Linked DNA regions of Mus musculus: region 2 is linked to region 1. The links are chromatin contacts, called in public HiChIP or PLAC-seq maps. All regions are on one chromosome and are shown on one strand. The core of a region is the stretch at or near the end of the contact, and the rest is flanking DNA. Distances in the headings are between cores, read along the strand shown.

Region 1 (3,428 bases), core at 587-3,086:
CAGCAGGAAGCCCCCAATGAAAGAAAACGTCACCCCTTCTTCTTACCTGTCCTCGTTGTCTGGAATGAAGAGTTAGTTCTCGAAGGCCTCAAGCAGGCTGAGATACTCCAAACAGGAAAGTACTTGACCGAAAACACCTGTGGGCTGGCAGGAGGATCCCGGAAGTTTTTGATAAGGTGACGGGCGACTGACCTGCAGATGGAAAGTTCCCCCTTTCCACCTTATAAAGCCCCAAGCCTGCTGTGCCACATGTGCAGACTCCATATCCACGGGAGACAGATGTCCCTCAGTTGTTCTGACTAAAGGACAATTCTGTCTTTGGAGACGCTGGTTTCTGCTTTCCTTTCTTCCCCGTGGCTCCTCCATCAGTTTTGAGCTAACACTCACAGCCTCAGGTAAACACATCCAGGACCAGCCTTGACCATGTCTGAGCAGCGTGGGCTGATGGAGGACAGTAGGGTGAGGAAAAAGCTGAAAGTTTGGCATCTCCCTTGTCTTCTATATAGGGTTTCTCTCCCTGTTGGTCAGTTTACCTTTCTCAGAGATCTGTCATAATCATAGTCCTCTATTCTGTTAAACTACTGAAGATTCAGATGGAAAAACTGAAGGATAGAGTGGGTGTCCAAGGCTGTTGTACTCACTCCTCCTGGGGCGACCAAACATCTGTTCACCCTGATCAGTCACCAATACAAAGGAAAGGTCCTGTTTTTTTGCTTTATTTTATTTATATATATTTAGTTAGATAGATATTTGTTTTCCGCTGAAAGAAAGAAAGAAAGAAAGAAAGAAAGAAAGAAAGAAGGAAGGAAGGAAGGAAAGAGAGAGCGAAAGAAAGGCTGTGGATGTTGGTCAGTGAGGAAACGGAGAATCTGGGAGGAGTTTGGGTGTGGGAAACCATCAGAATATAGAGCATGAAAAACTATATTTCCAATTTAAAAAATAATAATAAGCTATTCTTTTTTTTTTTACCCCAGAAGGGGAGAACCAGGCAGGGCACAGTTGAATAAGAAAAGGAAAACAATAAGTTTTCATATTAATTGTGATTAGCAAGCTTACTAGAGAAATATTTGGTTACACGGGAATAAGAAAAGGCGAGAAGGGCTGGTGAGATGGTTCAGCAGTTAAGAGCACTAACTGCTCTTCTGGAGGTCATGAGTTCAAATCCCAGCAACCACATGATGGCTCACAACCATCCTTAATGAGAAACAAATAAAAGACCTATGGGCAAGCGGGGCAGAGCGAAAGGGGGGGGGGGAGAAAATAGAAAAGAAAAGAAAAGATAAGGAAGTGTCCCTGGCCTGGGACATCAGAGCCAACGCTGCTCTACTGACGGCTTCTCTCTGTGAACCTGCTCGCCCTGCCTCTTTTCTGCAGAGTGTAACACCTGCTCTTCTGCGAGCAGGGACTGCCACCAATATCTGTCTAGACAGCAAACCTGCTTGCTAAAGGCAAAACTAACTGTCTTAATTAGAAGCCTTTCCATTTCAGGCTCACACTACCTGCTGTGTCCCAGGATGGCCACTTGGCCACTGGGCTGCCACTTGATCACCTGGGCACACCTTTTCAACACACATACCTTGCCCTAGCTCTGGAACATGGTGGCCCCAGCATACCTGTTTGCACACTTGCCACATCCCAGAGCCACTAAATGGTGTCCTGGACACACTAGTCTGAAGGCCATTTTTGTCCCTGGGGTGCAATGTGGTAGGCTGGGCATGGCTGTCTGCACCCGTACCCTGCTAAGGCAGTGTAGCCTCGTGTTTACAGGAACTCTGTGTCCCAGCATTCTGACATGTCTATTCGCACACACGCTATTTCCCAGAGCTGCCACATGGTGGCGCTGTTCCACCACCTACACATGGCAGAGTAGGCTTGCTTGTTCACAAATCCACCGTGTCCCAGCACTACCTTTGGTGGCTAGGACATTTGGTGCCTGTTCTGAGCTTGGTTAACTGAGGGGCGTTGGTGGTGGGGTTATGATAACAGACGTGCCTTATCCAAGCACCACCTCATGGTGGCCTGGGCACATCTATTCATTTGCTTACCATGCCCTAGTGCCACCATGTGGTGGCTTCAGCAAGCCTGCTTACACACTTGCCAGGTCACACCACCATTATGTCATCTCCTGGGCATGACAGTTAAATGCCCAGGGGTATCAGATGCTTGCTGTGTCCCAGGGCCACTACATGGCAGCCTGGACATGCCTGTTCACATATGTACCATATCCCAACACCACCACAATGCAGGCTGGTTTCACCTGTGTGCATGCAACTGTGTTCAAGCACTGCCAAGCAGTGGCTTGGGTGTGCCTGCTTGTATGCATGCCGTGTCCCAGCCATGACACATAGCTGCCAGGGCACACCAGTTTGCATGATTTCTGTGTCCTAGTACCAGCATGTGACTGCCTGAGAATACCTACCGATTCACACACCTACTATGTCCCGGGGCTGCCAAGTTATGGTTTGTGCACACTTCTTTGCCTGCTTACCATGTTCCAGGACCTCCATGTGGCAGACTTGGCACACCTTTTCACATGGCTGCTTGGACATGGTAGTTCATATGTATATCATGTTCCAGCACTGCCTGGGCATGCCAGTTCATATGTATGTCATGTTTCAGCACTGCCTGGGCATGCCAGTTCATATGTATGTTATGTTCCAGCACTGCCTGGGCATGCCAGTTCATATGTATGTTATGTTCCAGCACTGCCTGAGCATGCCAGTTCATATGTATGTCATGTTCCAGCACTGCCTGGGCATGCCAGTTCATATGTATGTCATGTTCCAGCACTGCCTGGACATGCCCGTTCACATGCCTGCTATGTTCCAGTGCCAACACATGAGCCCATGCTCACCTGTCTGCACATATATTGTGTCCCAGAGCCTCAAATCACTAGCCAGATCATACCTGCTAGCACACCTACTATGTCTTAGCCTTGCCAGCCAGCAGCCAGGACACATCTGCACCATATCCCAGCACCATTGTGGAGTGGCTTGGACACATGCATTTGCACACCTACCATATGCCAGTGCTGCCAAGTGGTGGCCAGGCATGCCTATTCTCACCTGCCACATCTCTAGGCAGCTGTAGGGTATATACATTCTGTGTCTCTACGCCATTGCGTGACATCCTGAGCTCTCCTGTTCACACACATACCATGTCCCCCGCATTGCTACCTAGTGGTCTGGGCGGCTGCCACATGGTGGCCTATCACATCCCAGGGCTGCCATGTGGCAGACTTGTCAGAGACATTTACTAAATGCCTGCCATGTCCCAGATTTGCCACTTGGTGGAGTATTGCCTGTTTGCCTGCAAACCTGTCCCAGCACCAACACTTAGGAGCCTGGGCATGCCTTTATTTGTCTGGGAACATTGGTTCACACCTGCTGCCGTGCCTGCTATGTTCCAGTGCTACTGCCTCCTAGCCT
Region 2 (3,428 bases), core at 446-2,945, 760 kb after region 1:
ATGAGCTCTTACCTCTCGGTTCCTGCTCTCACTGCTTCTGATGGACAACTGTTACATGTAACTGTCAACTCCTCCCCACACTGTTTTTAGTCATGGTGTTTATCACAGCAATAGCAACCCTAGCTAAGTCACTGAGCCTGTAACCCACTTTAATTCTCTCTCCCTCTCCCCTCTCTCAATGTATGTATGTATGTATGTATGCACATATGTATTCACGCAGTCATCTCTGTTCCTCTAGAGATCCCTGACTAACCCAGTCCGTATACACGTGCCACAGAGCACACAAGTGGAGGTCAGAGGACGACCACCTTCAGGGAGTCTCTCTCTCTCTGTTCACCATATGGGTTAGGGGACAGGTTATCTGGCTTGGCAGCAAACACCTTTACCCACTGAGACATCTGGTTGGCTGTCCATATTCAGGAAAGGATATACAAGTCTTCTAGGCTTTCTGCCTCCCCTAAAATTATCCAAGATGAATTAAGCACTTAAGGGGAGCCCTAGATTTGCAGCTCTGACTTCTGTTTTAAAAATGGCCATTTCTAGGGGCAGGAGAGGTGACCCAGTGCTTAAAGTACCTGACACACACGCACCAGGACCAGAATTCGGATCCCCAGAGCCCACGTGAGTGCCAGGTAGACATGGTGGCCCCTCTGAAACGTCAGCCTCAGATGTCAGGGATAGGATCTAGCCACATACTGGCTAGAAAGAGCAGGTGGACATCAAGCTCTGGTCTGACTGAGAGCCCCTGCTTCAATAAGTAAGGTAGAAGAGCAACTGAGAAAGATGAGTGTCACCAGCTTCAGGCCCCACACACACTCGTGTACCCACACAGTCAAACATCAGCTCTACATTCTTTTTTTCTTTGTTGTTTTTGTTTTTTCGAGACAAGGTTTCTCTGTGTACCTCTGGCTGTCCTGGAACTCACTCTGTAGACCAGACTGGCCTCAAACTCAGAAATCCACCTGCCTCTGCCTCCCAAGTGCTGGAACTAAAGGCGTGCGCCACCGCTGCCCAGCTTCAGCTCTACATTCTTGACATACTCCCAGCATGAGTCTACAGCAGCACCACTCCCGGCAGCCCACAGGTGGAAACAGCTCCTCAGTGGATGGATGCATACGCAATTCACCGTGCAGGCCCCACACAGAACACAGAAGTGCACGGATAATGGTTGCCATGCAGACAGGCGATGACAGCACCAAGTCAGAGAGGCCAGAGAGAAGCGTGCATGGATTGTGTATGACTCCATCCACACAAAACACTAGTTCAGACCGGTTTTGAACTAGAAATCCTCCCCAACAGTGGGACTGTAAGAGCTTCTTTTCAAGTGGTAACAAGTAGCTCTACGAGAGGCAAGAGGCGGCGGCTGTGCAACCTGAGCAAACTCAACCCACCCGGCTGGGTTTATATTCTGCTTATTTGGCCTCAATTATTTAAAAATACTTTTTAACTATGTGTGTGTGTGCATATCTGTGTCTGTGCACACAGGTGCAGGTCCCACAGAGGCCTGAAGTGACCGACAGTTATGAGTCACGGCTGTGAGTGTTGGATTTACATGTGGGTCCTCAGCAAGAAGCAGGACATGCTCTTAACCCCTGTACTCTCTCTCCAGCCCCACCTTATTCTTGTAAGGACAGTAAATACCACAGAGTTCAAAGGAGCTAAAGGAAAATGGAAACAATAAAGACTGCCGAGTGCTTGAATCCTTGGCTTGAAGCAGCAAACCAAACCACAAAAGCCTGTAAGATACCACATGAGTAAGTGCATCATATTATCATGGTATTACTCAAAGGTTGCAGTTTCAGCTGTGGAAAAGAATTCCTGAGAATTTGGTAACTATTTAAAACAGATCCTGCAACTAAAGTAGCTAGCAACTCTTTGTCTAAATATTAGTCCTGTGGCACAGATCAACTTCTAGGAGATATTGCTTCTCATCTGCTTCCATTTAACACAACCAGTTCTCTTCAGCTGTACGTTAAGTTCTGACATAGCCTCTATTTTTTTGGAAAATAATTCAAATGCTCTTTTTTTCTGTGCATTCTTTTTTTTTTTTTTCCTTTTTTCTTTTTTCCTTGAGACAGGGTTTCTCTGTGTAGCCCTGGCTGTCCTGGAACTCACTTTGTAGAACAGGCTGGCCTTGAACTCAAATCCTCCTGCCTCTGCCTCCCAAGTGCTGGGATTAAAGGCGTGTGCCACCACTGCCCGGGCTCTGTGCATTCTTTTTGCATGAATGTAAGACTCTACCTCAGATTACAGTGAGAGAGGAAAAATGAGCCCATAAGCAGCCTTATGTCCTACTACCTGTTCTGCATGTGGCAATGTCCAGTGTCTAAGCCCCACTCTGTGACACAGAAGGTAAAAGAACCATTCTTTCTGCTAATGTCCTTCTCTTCCCAGTGAGGAAACATATCACAGAAGTACAACTTACCGCAAAGATCTTTAGCAGTGTTTTCATGTAGAGCTTTCGGATACCAAAGGACACTCCAAAGATGGCAGGGACGATGATGAAAACAAGCAGCAGGGTGAAGAGGACGGTCAGGGAGATACCCAGGAGGTTGACAATCAAGCTATCAAAAGGTAGCAACAGGAACATGGTGGAGGACGCACGTCAGGCTGGTGCCCTCTTTTCCACACACAAACACGTCCTTCAGATGGTCCCTTCAGATAGCACAAGCCTTGGAAAGGCAGCCAGTCCCTCACGGGTGACAAACTCCATCTCAAAGTTCATGTCATCCAACTGCCTGAATAGAGCTCTGGCGCAGAACTGCAGAAGGGTCACAGGAGCACCCCAGAAATGCCAGGTCTCCCGGGCACAGATGACAATCTGTGGTGAGTAGGCTGGAACAGCACCTGAGTCCTGAGTGTCCGGGCAAGCGAGCGGCAAGGGGCAGCTTTCTGTTCAGCTATGTGGCTGCTTCCAAGGTTTTACTTTCCTCCTGCCCCAAAGCATTCAGCGGGTAAATTTGTCCTAAAGATCTGTATTGTCAGAAGTACCAAGAAGAGTTCGCCTTGGTGCCAGAAGAATCCTGAAACTCCAGTAGACAAGGGTAGCTGCTGGCACTTCACACCCAAGGCTGCCAAACGTCAGTATGTAGAAATTAAGTAACGTTTACTTAAAATTCCTTCATAAGCTAAAACTGAGTTCACTGTAAAGAGTTCATAGCTGGTCCCATGCTCCCTTGAGGGGGCTCCTGATGCTGGCTGACCCAGGACCCTCCTACCCAGAGAGCCCCAGCCTTTGCCAGTAGCACACAGAGGCTGGCACAGAACGTCTCATGCTGCCTGTACTGAGCACTGTTCCAAACACGCCTGGCATTGGTGTCCTCCGATATTCTTCTCCCTTAAGGCAGCCTTCTCAGCGGTGACCTGGGTTCTTGGCAAAAGGCTGTTTACATGCTGCCAGAGCTGGGGGTGGAAACAGAAACACCATT

The links. HiChIP or PLAC-seq counts read pairs in DNA pulled down with a chosen protein or histone mark.
Region 2: a contact with region 1 is called in an HNF4G HiChIP or PLAC-seq map of pancreatic cancer cells. The contact joins two enhancer-like sites. A contact is called at or near these places in 1 of 484 Hi-C or Micro-C datasets (the G1E-ER4 cell line) and 1 of 115 datasets of contacts at active chromatin or transcription factors (pancreatic cancer cells).

What each region holds. Positions count from the first base shown.
Region 1 is chr8:22,431,330-22,434,757 of GRCm38.p6, forward strand. No RefSeq gene overlaps it. Among named protein-coding and RNA genes, the nearest start is that of Mrps31, 22 kb to the left of the region's middle. Within about 2 kb of position 1,837, at least 148 of the 459 cell types and tissues checked have an H3K27ac peak or open chromatin away from gene starts, as enhancers often do. A contact at or near this core is called in pancreatic cancer cells, where this site is marked.
Region 2 is chr8:23,188,291-23,191,718 of GRCm38.p6, forward strand. It overlaps Gpat4 (glycerol-3-phosphate acyltransferase 4), which reads right to left. Exons shown (of 13, transcript NM_018743.4): 2 at 2,426-3,402. The coding sequence starts at 2,590. Among named protein-coding and RNA genes, the nearest start is that of Gpat4, 18 kb to the right of the region's middle. Within about 2 kb of position 1,696, at least 31 of the 459 cell types and tissues checked have an H3K27ac peak or open chromatin away from gene starts, as enhancers often do. A contact at or near this core is called in pancreatic cancer cells, where this site is marked.